Linked DNA regions of Gossypium hirsutum: region 2 is linked to region 1. A link is a contact called in public Hi-C data. All regions are on one chromosome and are shown on one strand. Each heading gives the region's core, a stretch centred on a gene start, on an enhancer-like site or on the middle of the called end of the contact. The rest is flanking DNA. Distances are from core to core; before and after follow the strand shown.

Region 1 (6,954 bases), core at 2,157-4,656:
AACTATGTGTAAGTTGAGAATGTGTATAATGATATACATGTATTGACCGATTAAACCAAGAAATATAGTGAGTTGGTTTATAACCTAGTAATTGCTTTTAATAGTAATAAATTGTAAATCATGTGAGATATGTATAGATTACTATGTTAATGCCGCAGATTTGAAATTGTTGATGCAAATTATATTTTATACTGTTACTTGTGAATGTACGTCTATTTATTTTTACATATGACATGCAATGTCCAAATTTAAAAGTTGTATTAGTTTATGTAAATGATTTGATTTAACTTTCGAGACTTGATTATATGAATAATTATATATATAAATATGTATTTAATTGTTTGGAATTATGTTTTATTCTATAATGCCTTATGACTCTATTTGGGCAACGGATACGAGTTATGGGTGTTACACCTTATATGAAGGCAAGGACTAAATTGGAAATAGAAATAATTAAAAGATGATAAATAATTAAAAAGAAATTAACATCTTATTTTATGTCATCTTCTTCCCCAAGAAACCCTAGGAAAGAGAAAACAATCTCTCTTGGCTTAATTGGAAAAGTTTATTTATCTTGTTTTTAGTAATTTTGATATTTTTGTAATTGAGATAGTCTGATATATCTATTTGGGGGATTAATTTGAAAAGTTATCAAAGTATAGAATTTATATCATGGATGAATATGCTGAAAATTAGAAATTTATGGTAGAAAATGAAAGATTGTTGATAGATAAACAACTTTTACAAAGTGATTTTTGATAAAAATATGATTTAAAGACTAATTTGTAAAGTTGTGAAAGTTGAAGAAAAAATTTGAAATTTATAGAATATATGTGCTGTAAATTGTATATTGAAATTTTGGTTAGGCTTGGAATAGGGAGTAAATTGCATGAATTTTATTTTCCGAGCTTAAGGATAAAATTGGAATTTATGAAAAGTTTAGGGGCAAAATGGTAATTTTCCTAGGACGTAAATTGATTCCAAATAAATATGAAATGTGGTAAATTGATGATTAAATTCATTTATATAGATCCGGATAACACAAATTCGAGAAACAGAATGCTTAGAATTGAGCACACGGATAGAGACATGAGCATGTGTTTTGGCGTGTGAACCCTGCATTTAATTTTTGAAAATTAAATTGATCGCACGGCCTACTCACACGGGCGTGTGGCTAGCCGTGTGGCTGGCTGTGTGGCACAAGTCAGAGAATTACACGGGGTCGAACATGGCCTGCAGCATGGGCGTGTCTTGGGCTTACACGGGCGTGCTCCTAGACCACATGGACGTGTGAGCCCTGCACCTAGGAAAATTTTAGAAAATTTGTGAAAAATTCTTAAGTTCTCGATTAAGTCCCAACTCGATTCTAATACTCGATTTGGGCCTCAAGGGTCCATTCAAGGGAGATTATGAATAATTTCAGTAAATGAATAGTAATTAACGTGAATTATTTGTAAATGTTCTGAAAGTTTCGGTAATACTCCGTAACCCTGTTTTGACGACAGATACGGGTTAGAGGTATTACAGATTAGGTTATTACGATCTTGGAAATGTAAAAATTACTAAAAACTGGACAAGATTGCTTACCTAATTAAGCTTTCTTGAATTCTTTTCTCTTTCCTAGGGTTTCCATAGAAATTTGGAGAAGATGATAATAATATGATTTTTTTCTTTTAATTTAATTATCATCTTTAAATTTTTTAACTTTTCAATTTCATCCTTTTCTATAATTAAATTTCCATGGATGAATCACCATAAATACTACTAACTTTATTTAATGGTCTAATTGCCATATTCTTACCTCAAGTTTTGAATTCCATAGCTATTTGATACTTATAGCTACTAGAATTCAACTTTTGCATTTTATGCAATTTGGTCCTCTCCACAATTAAGCATGTAATCGGTAAAAATTTTCTTAATGAGATTTTCATATGTTATCCGTATCATAATGCAGACCATGCAATAATATTAAAATAAATTTTCTTTTTGACTCAGATTTGTTGTCCCAAAACCACTGTTCCGATTTCATTGAAAATGGATTGTTACACCACCTGTACTTGTCGAGGTATCGCCTTAATGGAAAGATCCAACTCAAACGGTATCTCCTTCTTGCCATATACGATCCGAATAAGGTAGAAGCCCTCACCGTGCCCCAAACGACCATATAAAAAACAGAAGAATGACAGTTGTTCATAGTGGAATCTAGCATAAACGGAATGAGCATGTGACAAGGCGATCTTCTTCCTCCTTTTCAAAGGTGCTTGAATGTCAATCTGTACCCGAATCTGTATATACTCTCCAAAACCCTTACTAACTAACTTCGCATCATAATCCACAAAAGATCCCAACAAGGCCCCAAACTGCCTTGCCATACTTTCAGACATCAATATCATCGTAAGATCATGAATCTGAACCCAATAATTGACAAAGTACAATGGCACCCTTAACGGATCCTCCCCCGATTTAAGTCTATGTAAAACTAGGATATGCTTATTGAATGTCCATGGATTGCCATCGATCACCCTGTTGATATCAATGGCATAATAGAATTCGAATAGGTATCCTTTCTCACTCTGATCCGATATTGAAATTCTCCCATGAGGATGCCAAGGAGTGGCCAAAGTCGTGTGTATAGTCTAGAATTGAATAACGGTAGTAGTCAAGAAAGTCCCAACCAAGCAAAGACTTGTATCAATTGTAGTTGCCCCTTCATCAGCATGAAGTTGCCACGCTTCATCTTCACCACCAATGCCACCAAATTCACCTCCATATCCACCACAGAAAATGCCCGAACAAGACAAACCCCTAGCCACCAAAAACCCAACCAAATAACCACCCTGGTAACGAAAAACAGTGTTAAAACAACATACATTTTAACAATTAAATTTAAATGTAGCGAACAAGTTGTTATGATCATATAAAACCTATACAAAATTCAAAATTCAAACCTTTACCAATTTCTTGACCTCTTAAAAAAATTATAACAATAAATTTAGCGTCTAACATTTATTGATTTTTTTCATTTTGTTATTTTTCATTAATTATTTTAGTCCTTAACCTTTAAAATGTAGTCAAATTATTTGCTTTTGGATAGAAAAAACTAACTGAACTGTTAAATTTTAATAACATTGACATGGTAACTCGTGTGACATTTCACGTATACTTCATTACTAATATGGATAAATTTTTAAAAGTTTTTATGATTTTTTTTAAAAAAATTATTTTTAATTTTTTTATTTGTATGAATTATACATAGATTGCCATATGAGTGATCACATCATTGCCGTTAGAATTTTAATAGTTCAGTATATTTTTCATCCAAAAGCAAGTAAATTAACCAAATTTTAAAGGCTGTGGACCAAAAATGACAATAAAATAAAGTAAAAGAATAAAATTACAAAATGAGTAAAGTCATTATACCTAAAAAAGAAATGCAAGCAACGACCATGCGTGGGACAATCGTGATCTTTCCAAGTTTCAATTCCAACCGCAAGGAGGCTTCGCTCAAAAAACAAAAAAAAAATCAAGAAGGCATATCCGTAACCAACAATGCACTCCACTGACTTTATGCTTTTTCTCAAGTGCTAGAGTGTATGAGAACATGGCGATGACTCTCTCAAACTCAGTCCCGTCAGCTTGCATTATCTGTCTCAGTGCTTCTAATCAATTCTATCTCCCATCTTCACCTTTCAAGTCTCTCAAGCCCCCTCTCTTCTGGCCATGGCAAAAGGTACTCCCTCCAATACTTAACCATGTCTACACTCGAGTACAGGTTCTCCTTTCTAATTTGATATTATCCGGTCTCATGTGTTTCAGTGATGGGTTTCCTGGGCAGGTGAAAATGGGTCCTTTGACTGTTTCTCCAATGGGGTTTGGGACGTGGGCATGGGGAAACCAGCTTCTCTGGGGTTATCAACCTTCAATGGATTCTCAACTTCAACAGGTTTTTAATCTTGCCGTGGAGAATGGCATCAATCTTTTTGACACCGCCGATTCTTATGGGACTGGCAGACTCAACGGACAGAGTGAAAAGCTTTTAGGGAAGTTCATTAGAGAATTTCAAGGTTGTTTAAATTTCTTTTTCAATCTTTATATCTGGGTTTACAAATCACAGTAGCTGATAAAAACTAGGATCCCTATATTACAATAGAGATTGTTAATCTTACCATTCTGATATTTAAGTTTGAATATTGTTTGCAATCTCAGGGGAAAAACGGATACGAGATGAGATTGTGATTGCCACAAAGTTTGCAGCTTACCCATGGCGTCTAACATCAGGGCAATTTGTTCAAGCTTGCAGGTTTGCTATTTAATGGGTTCCATAAAAGTGATCCTCTTTGTGGCACAATTGGCTGAAAGGTTGTGATCATTAAATTTGATTAAGAACTGTTTTTCCAGGGCCTCTCGGGATCGAATGCAGATTGAACAAATCGGAATAGGACAATTACACTGGTCTACTGCAAACTATGCTCCCCCACAAGAGTTGGCACTTTGGAATGGTTTAGTGGCAATGTATGAGAAGGTTAACCAACATATGATATTTCAGTTACTATAAAATGAGATCATCATATTTCATTAGCATATATGAAAGTTTGTCCAAGAATTAACTTGAACTGCAAAAAGTTAAGAGCTCTACATTCTACATAACAAACATATAAGAAGAAAATCTACTTTATATAATTTGCAGGGCTTAGTTAAAGCTGTTGGAGTTAGCAATTATGGACCCAAACAGCTCGTAAAGATTCATGATTACCTTAAAGCCCGAGGAGTCCCACTCTGCTCAGCTCAGGTAGAGGCAATTCACACCTTCTTCTCCTTTTCTTTGTTACAAGGAATTTTAGTTTTTTTATTCTTGTGTTTCAGGTAGTAGAATGAAGAACCGCTGCATTCATTATTCCTTCTCTTCCTTGTGTTATCTTTCATATTTGGTTACCTTAAAATGTTTAACCAAGAACCCATACCTATTCTCCATGCATCAAATATGTGCCACTATAACCCCCTAGGCCCCCGCTGCCATCACCTCAGATTTTGTGATTTTCATCTGTTTCTACTTCAACTAATCTTTTAAGCTTTTAATCTCTCTCAATGTCCATGGCTCCTCATGGATGCATTTTCTTAACTACACAAAGTCTCTGTTTAAGACTAGTTGTGGTTTAAAGATAGTCACTTTCACATACATCACAGAGTGTCTAAATCACTTCACCCTAATCCCAACTCCAAGGAAATGCAATGATAGAAATATGTTGAATTGGGTGAAACACAAGTTCATTTGCTTTTTTGTTTTCTTCGTTTCTGTAAAAAGTGAGTTAAAGCAGTTAAGTTTATTGGTATAATGGTAGGTAACCCATTTGCATATAGCATTTTCCTTCTTAGTGGAGGACAAGATGTTTATGTAAATATGGGTTTATAAGTCAACACGTTGATCATATCTAACTTTGCTTTTGGAATCCAACCCTGCACCAACCAATCTCTCATATTAAGTCTAAACGATAGACTATCTAGCTAAAGTACAACACTGTCATTTATGCTATGTTTGGAAGATGTGTTTGAAAGAGTGGATTTGGTATGATTTTTAATGTAAATTGAAAGAAAAAGGAATGCACACACAATGGAGAAGTTAGTTAAGATCCAATAAGGGTATAAAAGATGAATTTTTAATTCACCATTAAGTAGACATCTAGCAAATTCATGAATGTTTAATTATGTACTTCATACAATTTATACTAAATTTGAAATTCAAATCCTTTCTCCTAAGTCCAGGTTACATAATATAACTTAAGAAATCGTTTGGGTGGTTCTTGTGATTTTAAGGTTTACCTCTAGAATTACCCCAATTACAGGTACAATTCTCTCTACTAAGCATGGGAGAAGATCAGATGGAGATTAAGAATATTTGTGACTGTCTTGAAATCCGCCTGATTTCTTATAGTCCTCTAGGACTTGGAATGCTTACTGGGAAATATACACCTTCCAGACTTCCACAAGGGCCCAGGTACTAGAAATGCTACTGCTTATTACTTTCAAGGATATATGGTAAAATGATTTTGAAGGCTCCTCTCAATGCTTAGGTGAGTGCTTATTTCATGATAATCTTTGTTGTCTCTCAGGGGCCTTCTATTTAAGCAAGTTCTTCCAGGGTTGAAGCCCTTGCTTGTTTCCTTACGAGAAATTGCAGAAAAACGCTGCAAAACCATACCTCAGGTACTTATAATGTTAACTTTTTTTCACAACTATTTTTTCTAGTATACTTAGCTCCACCTTTCAAAATTTAGAACTTTTTAGGTCCTTATAATTTATTAGTTGAATTGTGTAGTTAGATATTCGACCATATGTTTTTAAGTTTGTTCCTTGGAAAGAGTGCGTTTGCATTTGTGTTTAGAGACCTTAAACAGTTTGTATTTTTTCTTTCTTTCTCCTATTAAGTGTGGCATGTCCCGATTTCATTTGGCAAGATATTGGAAGTCCAATTGATCACCAGATTGAAACGTTTTTAGTGATGTTATCCAAGGAGGAAGAGATTCTCTAACAATCATAAAGCAAGAGAAATAAAGAAATCTTTCCAAATGTTATGTTTACCAAGTGCATTTGTAATTGAAATCTAAGGCAGGAATGTAGAAAGTATGTTGCTTTTATCAGTTTATAGACCTAAATGCATTGCCATTTGCAGGTAGCAATAAACTGGTGCATCTGTAAAGGTACCATTCCAATACCTGGAGTCAAAACAGTGAAACAAGCAGAGGAAAATCTGGGTGCTCTCGGATGGCGCCTAAGTTCAAATGAGCTGCTTCAGTTAGATTATGCGGCTCAGGAATCACCACGAAGAATGATCCAAAACATTTTCCAGACAAAGTAAACAGTTTAGAATCGCAACATTTTCACTTGGATATCATATGGAATTTTGATCCAATGCCATAGCGTTCTTGAGGAAACAGAACGATTATGGGGGCACAAACT
Region 2 (6,954 bases), core at 1,129-3,628, 850 kb before region 1:
TTTGTGGAAGCTTGTATGCTAATCGTTCATGCCTTATGGTTGCATAGTCTTTACCACCGAAGAACTAGTTCAAAGTCAACGCTGATGGAGCACGGAACTAAGCTTCCAAACTGGCCATAAGTGGTGAAGTTATTTGGGACCATAATGGAACATGGGTAAAGGGTTTTGCATTAAAAACCTCTCGGTTAACTTCTTAGAACGGCTTGGTTGTTTTTTATTCTAGCACAAAATCAAAATTTCCAACATCTAAAATTGTTGGGTTGTTATAGATCTGGAATAATCACTTTGGTTTAAGGTGAGTATAACTACCATTTTTTATCTAGATGGCTAATACTGGGCTATCCCAAGGGCCCCCGTATCCACTAGTCACTGAATGAAATTAGTGATCTCGAGCAGAAGCACGTATAACATTTTTTGAGGATCTCGGTCTAGAATTAACTCATCACGAGCCTAACGTTGGCAATAATCGTCATAGTCGATAACGGCCTTTTCGATCTGGTATGACTAGCTTGTTGAAGTACTATGACGATTATTGGTAGTGTTGAAATACTTAAAACAAGTTTAGCATAAAAAACCCCAAAAGGATGAGAAAAGTTACGTAAAACAAGTTAGTCATACCTTTAAATCGTCCTTTTAAGAGCGGCTATTGATATGAACTTTTCGACACTAGTGTTGAAGTACTTAAAAGAGTTAATTTAAAAAATAACTTTTCCATATATTCAATTTATCAAATAATAAAACCGTAAAAGAAAAACATTTGATTTCAATAATTTAATTTAATTAGAATATTAAAATACAAATTGATATAAAATATGATTTTTTTTTATATTTAAACACATTTGTAGAAATAGAATTTCCTTACACATTGCAATTGATATTTTATTATAACTAACTGACTCCATCAATCAATCCGTTTATTTTAATGCTAAAAAATTAGAGAAATTATGGAGAAATGGATGCAGATGAGACAGGCTACTTTCTAGCTCCCACTCCAACACATCTAAAATTAAGCATATGCTTCTTGCAGTTTAAATAAATTTAGTAATTAGTTTTGTTTTGTTATGTACACTCCAAACAAAGCCGTAGCGATGCATTCAAAGTAGTTGCACAAGGTGAGGCACTTCTATCCCTCACAAATTCTAATGCTGTTTGCTAATTTATGTCCTTTCTTACTTTTATCACATCCTCTCCTCACCAATCACCTGAAACGTTATTAAAATATAAAATAATTTATTTAATAACATTTAAATCTATAAAATATTAAAATAAAATTTTAGTTGATATGATTATAGATGTTGGTGTAATGATTATATATTTTTATTTTTTAAAAAAATAAAAAATATTATAATATATATAAGATTATTTTACTAATTTCCTTAATCAAATTAATATCAAATTGATTACTCAATTATATACAATAAAAAATGTAAACAACATAATTATATACAACATATCAAATAAATTATAATTTATATACAGAAATTGGGATTTAAAAAAAAATAACTATTTTGATTTAAATGTTATTGATTGGGAAAGTCTAACTTGATTTTCTCTAGGGGATAATATTTATATGCAATTTCCAAAACTAGAGAAACGCGTTTTTCTCTTTTGACTATTCTCGTTTTACTAGCTGTCACCAATAAAAATCACAGTCGCTTCCTTTTACTAAATTTCTTCTTTAAACACGTAATTTTGGCATCGTCGGTCCACCTGCTTCGTCTCCTTTACCATAATTACACTCTTAATAAACATTAATTTTTTATTTCAAAATTCAAATATTTTATTTATTTATTTATAAGAAAAGCTCATTCAAGCTTGAAATACAAGCATCCTTATTTCACAAAACAAAACACTGTGCCCAAATTTTATCATCAAATGTATCACATGATATATATTTTTTCTTAATCAATAATCACATGCCATTTTAAAGCATTGTATTTATATTTAAATTAATGAATTCAATAATCAGTAAAACCATTATAATAACTTATCTGATTTCAAAGCAAACGTTTTGCTTTTATTTTAAGAAAATATTTCAATAAAATAAATTTATTTGTACCATGATTCAATTGCTTTCTTTTAAGTCTCATATTATTATCCAACAAAACAAATTGATTATATTATTAGACAATCAAAATAAAATTAAAACAATAATTTTTAATTCTTTGTTATATTCATAGATATATATATTTTAAAAAGGTTCTATTATCTTTTTTTTTAATTTTATTTTAACTATAATGATTTATTGTTCAATTGAATAATTAAATTTAATATTGAAAAAAACAATTTTGACTTTTTTTTTCAAAGTGTACTTTCCCAATTAATAATCACAGCTGCCTGTGATTTTAGCCTTTTCTCATCAACTTTCAAATTTATACTACATTACCGACTTTTTCAACTCTTCCTCTTCCTTCTGTTCTCAATTTCCATTTAAAAAAGAAAATATTTACTATCTCAAATTTCTCGCCGTGGTGGTTTTGCAGTTGCTAATCAAGTCTGAAGCTTAAGTTCAGATGATTTGACCGAGAAGAAACGGTAAACTCCCGCATTCAGAATCATGGGCCATTGCTGTAGCAAAAACGTGTCCGTCAACAATGAAGCAACCTCCACAGTCAATCAGTCTCAGCCGCGACCGGTTCCGGCCTCGGCAACCCCATCCGTTGAGACAAACTCTTATGCTGTTAGTCCATTTGCTAGTCCACTACCCGCTGGAGTGGCGCCGTCTCCATCACCAGCTAGAACACCGGGAAGGAAGTTCAGGTGGCCTTTGCCGCCTCCCTCTCCTGCCAAGCCGATCATGGCAGCAATAATGAGACGAAAGGGGTCGAACCAGGCGGCTCCGATGGAAGGAACAATTCCCGAGGATGGGGAAGGAGCGGTGCTAGACAAAAATTTTGGATACGGGAAGAATTTAGGGGCTAAATTTGAGCTAGGCAAGGAGGTTGGGCGAGGGCATTTTGGACATACTTGCTGGGCCAAGGGAAAGAAAGGAGAGCTAAAGGGAAAGTCGGTGGCCGTTAAAATCATTTCTAAAGCTAAGGTGTGTCATTTTTGGTATGTGCTTTTTTTTTTTAATAGTTGATGTTATTATTGATTAGGAGTAAAAAAAAAAATTGATTATTAGATGGATTGTCTCATTTGAAACTGCAATCTGCGTCAGAGATTTCATTAGTATAATATATTTGAAGTACTTGGAATTTGGATACATTACTAAGAGTAGAAAGTGAAAAAGAAAAGTATTGACGTTAATAACAAATGCAGTTTGCAGATAGCATGAAGATCTGAACTGTAAACCGGTTGATCGAAGTTAACAAATATAGCTGCATGATTTTATTATTTAATTTTCAAAGAAAACAAGATGATGCTATTCGGACTTCTAAAGATAAAAAGGAAAGTTTTAAGCTAATAGAGTTGAATGCATGCGTGTTTAGTAATCGATGATTTGGTGGTAGTTCAAGTTATTCGTGGTTACTAATCAATAACTTGGGATTGGCTTAAATTTTGTTCAATCTTCAATGGGGAATTAAGATACAGTTTTCCGGAGTTAACCTCCCCTCACCCTTCATGTTGGAAACAACTAGGAGAAATTTTCTGCAATGATAGCTTTTTTCTTTTGTACTTCTGAACTTATGTTTTAGTTTTTGATGAAATATACATAACTCGAGATGATTAATGGTTTTGCGAAGAATCGGAAGCTGAGTGGATATTATTTTGCAGATGACCTCAGCAATATCAGTAGAAGATGTTCGGCGGGAGGTCAAAATACTGAAAGCCTTATCCGGTCATAAAAACATGATCAAGTTTCATGATGCTTTTGAGGATGCCAATAACGTTTATATTGTCATGGAGTATGTTTGTACTTGTTATAGTTTATTTTTAAGATCTCTTATTCTTTCTAGTAGCCCTTCCTCAATCTTTAAGTTTAATCTTTTCACCAGTTCAACTGATTGAAATAAACTTAGCCAGAATATCAAACAATATGCATCATACATAAGGAACAATTTGTGATTGGTCTAGGCATGCGTCCTAAACCAGCGAGTTAACAAGTTTCCTCCAAAGTAATTACAGTGAAATGTTGTTTTGTTGTCAGATTATGTGAAGGTGGAGAACTACTTGACAGAATTTTGTCTAGGTATCGAAGGACTACCCTCTTCTCTTGCACCGTCCAAGTCAATTCTTAACCTCATCGCTAAAACCATGTTTCGTATTGTTCTTTATTGCAGAGGTGGTAGATACACCGAAGGGGATGCTAAAAATATAATTGTGCAAATTTTAAGTGTAGTAGCTTTTTGTCACCTTCAAGGGGTTGTGCACCGTGATCTAAAGCCCGAGGTGTGGCATAGAGGAATATGATACTTAAATTTTAATTTAGTTCTATGCTGCTTTATTGTTAATATACGGCACAATATTTTTGACATTGGATCCAATTCTAGTTATTAACCAATCATTCTTTTTGCAGAATTTTCTTTTTACCACAAGAGATGAGGATGCTCCAATGAAAATTATCGATTTTGGTTTATCTGATTTTATTAGGCCAGGTAAGATTTAATTGGGTTTTTCTATATTTGCATTAATCTTGGCATTCCATTTGTCAAATGTGCTCTCATTGGCATAATTGTCTGAATCATGTAATACGGAACTCCCCTCCCCTCTGAATCATATAATTTATCAACAATTTGTTCGAACAAGAACCATTCAGTTTTTATTCATTTGCAGATCAACGTATGAATGATATTGTTGGCAGTGCATACTATGTTGCACCGGAAGTACTGCATAGATCATACAGTGTTGAAGCTGATATGTGGAGTATTGGTGTCATAACATATATATTGTTGTGTGGAAGCAGACCTTTCTGGGCTAGAACTGAATCAGGAATTTTTCGTTCTGTGCTTAGAGCTGATCCTAACTTCGATGATTCACCTTGGCCTTCTGTATCAGTGGAAGCCAAGGATTTTGTGAAAAGGCTTTTGAACAAGGATCACAGGAAAAGAATGACTGCTGCCCAAGCTTTAGGTAAGTCATGTTTATTGGTTTGACCTCATGCATAAGAAGCTTTTAGGATTTATGCTCCCTCTCCCTCTCTTTTTACAACTTTGGTTTGAAGTTGCTAACGAAATTATATATTATCTCGGAAACTAATAAGGACCTCTATATTGTCAGCTCATCCATGGTTACAAGATAACAATCGTGTTGTGCCTTTGGATATTTTGATCTACAAGTTAGTCAAGTCTTACATTCGGGCCACCCCTTTCAGACGAGCAGCACAAAAGGTAGTTTACTGGTTCCTGTTATTAAGAGAAGGACAAATTATCAGTAATCCCTTACCAGTTCCTACCCTGCACGCATGCACACACACACACACTATACAGGGAAATTAGTAAAGTATCTGAAAAGAAAAGAGTTTGAATCAACTTTTTGTCATGGTTTTGTTTTGTTGGTTTCAGGCACTTTCAAAAGCTTTACCGGATGATGCGCTTCGGTATCTTACTGCACAGTTTAGGCTTTTAGAACCAAAAGATGGATGCGTGTCCCTCAGTAATTTTAAAACAGTTAGTTCTTTGTTTTATCAATTTCTTACCTCTTTCCAACTCTCACAAGCTTTTTGAGACCTCTTTTCTAACTAGACGTGTGGATACTTTCAGGCTTTGGTGTAGCTACAAACTAGTTTTAAACTTTTTGCTATTGATTCTTAACTTGTTTTAGTATTTGCCTGTACCATTTGCAGTAATTTTGTCGTGACCGTTGTTATGAATAATTGCAGGCTTTAATGAAGAGTAGAACTGATGCCATGCAGGAGTCAAGAGTTTTTGACATTATAAATGTGGTGAGATATATTGTTTTATGTTCTCATATATTGTTTATTGTGGAGGGAATAGCACCGTTCATGTTAAAGGGCTTAGCATGGTTCTAACGATGTTCATTTTTAATCATTAGAGCTTTATAGAGCAATTACGGCACTCAAGTTTTTGCATGATCTGAGAGTAATATGATTTTGATTTTGATACATTGCATATTTTAAGATGAAGCTGAAGAGGAAATTATTTTTTCTTTGTTTTGAAGCACTGATAGAATAGCCGTGCACAACGGATTAATATTTGATTTTTTTGTATATATGATTTCTCGCAGGTTTTGGGATGTATTGTTAAATGTTATCGTGTAGTTAAAATGCTGACAATTTTAAATTTTATTTCAAGATGGAACCACTCTATTACAAAAAGATGGACTTTGAAGAGTTCTGCGCTGCTGCAATCAGTACATATCAGCTCGAAGCATCTGAAGAATGGGAGAGTATTGCAAGCACAGCTTTCGAGTATTTCGAACAAGACGGAAACAAGGTCATTTCAGTGGAGGAATTGACACTGGTATTCCGATAATCTGTTTTCATACAAAATGGGGACATTCCTATTGGCTTAGTTCACTTCTGAGTTCGGGAAATCGAAATTTTTTGTCATTGTTGGTGTTTATTTTGCAGGAACTAAATCTGGGGCCATCAGCTCATTCTTTGCTTAAAGATTGGATAAGAGTTTCAGATGGAAAACTGAGCTTCCTCGGGTATACGAAATTTTTACACAGTGTGACAATTCGTGCTTCTAATATAAGACGTCGATAGCATTTAAAGACGGCCAGGGACAGAATTCTTTTTCTTTTTCATTTAGTAAATTTAACCTAAAAATATATTTAGCATTCTTTCTGTTTTTGAATCGAGAGTAAAGGTGTTAATAGGTATATAAGTGAATGTTTAGGCAGAAAATCGTGCACTCTTAACAATTTAATTCACATGAATGTTTTGGTGAACTTTACTTGGAAAGCTTGTGTTGTCTTTTAAGTCTTAATTGTTTTCATTTTGCAAACTTTCTTTTGTATTTTGTCAGCTTTGTTAGGTTATTCGGACATCTTTAATATATATATTTATTTTAAACTGTCTATTACTGAATATATTTGAATAAGGATATA

Evidence for each region. A called contact is a pair of places that touch in the nucleus more often than the background predicts.
Region 2: a contact with region 1 is called in a Hi-C map of leaf, with 4 times the contacts expected there. The contact joins the promoter of LOC107948907 here to the promoter of LOC107946237 in region 1. A contact is called at or near these places in 2 of 34 Hi-C or Micro-C datasets (hypocotyl and leaf).

The regions. Positions count from the first base shown.
Region 1 is chrA08:71,957,946-71,964,899 of Gossypium_hirsutum_v2.1, reverse strand. It overlaps LOC107946237 (pyridoxal reductase, chloroplastic), which reads left to right and starts at 3,406. Exons shown (of 8, transcript XM_016880478.2): 1 at 3,406-3,730; 2 at 3,836-4,064; 3 at 4,207-4,300; 4 at 4,399-4,522; 5 at 4,688-4,789; 6 at 5,841-5,992; 7 at 6,108-6,201; 8 at 6,668-6,954. The coding sequence starts at 3,602. The coding sequence ends at 6,853.
Region 2 is chrA08:72,810,979-72,817,932 of Gossypium_hirsutum_v2.1, reverse strand. LOC107948907 (CDPK-related kinase 4) reads left to right here and starts at 2,378. Exons shown (of 8, transcript XM_041074550.1): 1 at 2,378-3,040; 2 at 4,460-4,538; 3 at 4,717-5,013; 4 at 5,161-5,270; 5 at 5,445-5,549; 6 at 5,762-5,824; 7 at 6,195-6,362; 8 at 6,473-6,795. The coding sequence starts at 2,558. The coding sequence ends at 6,610.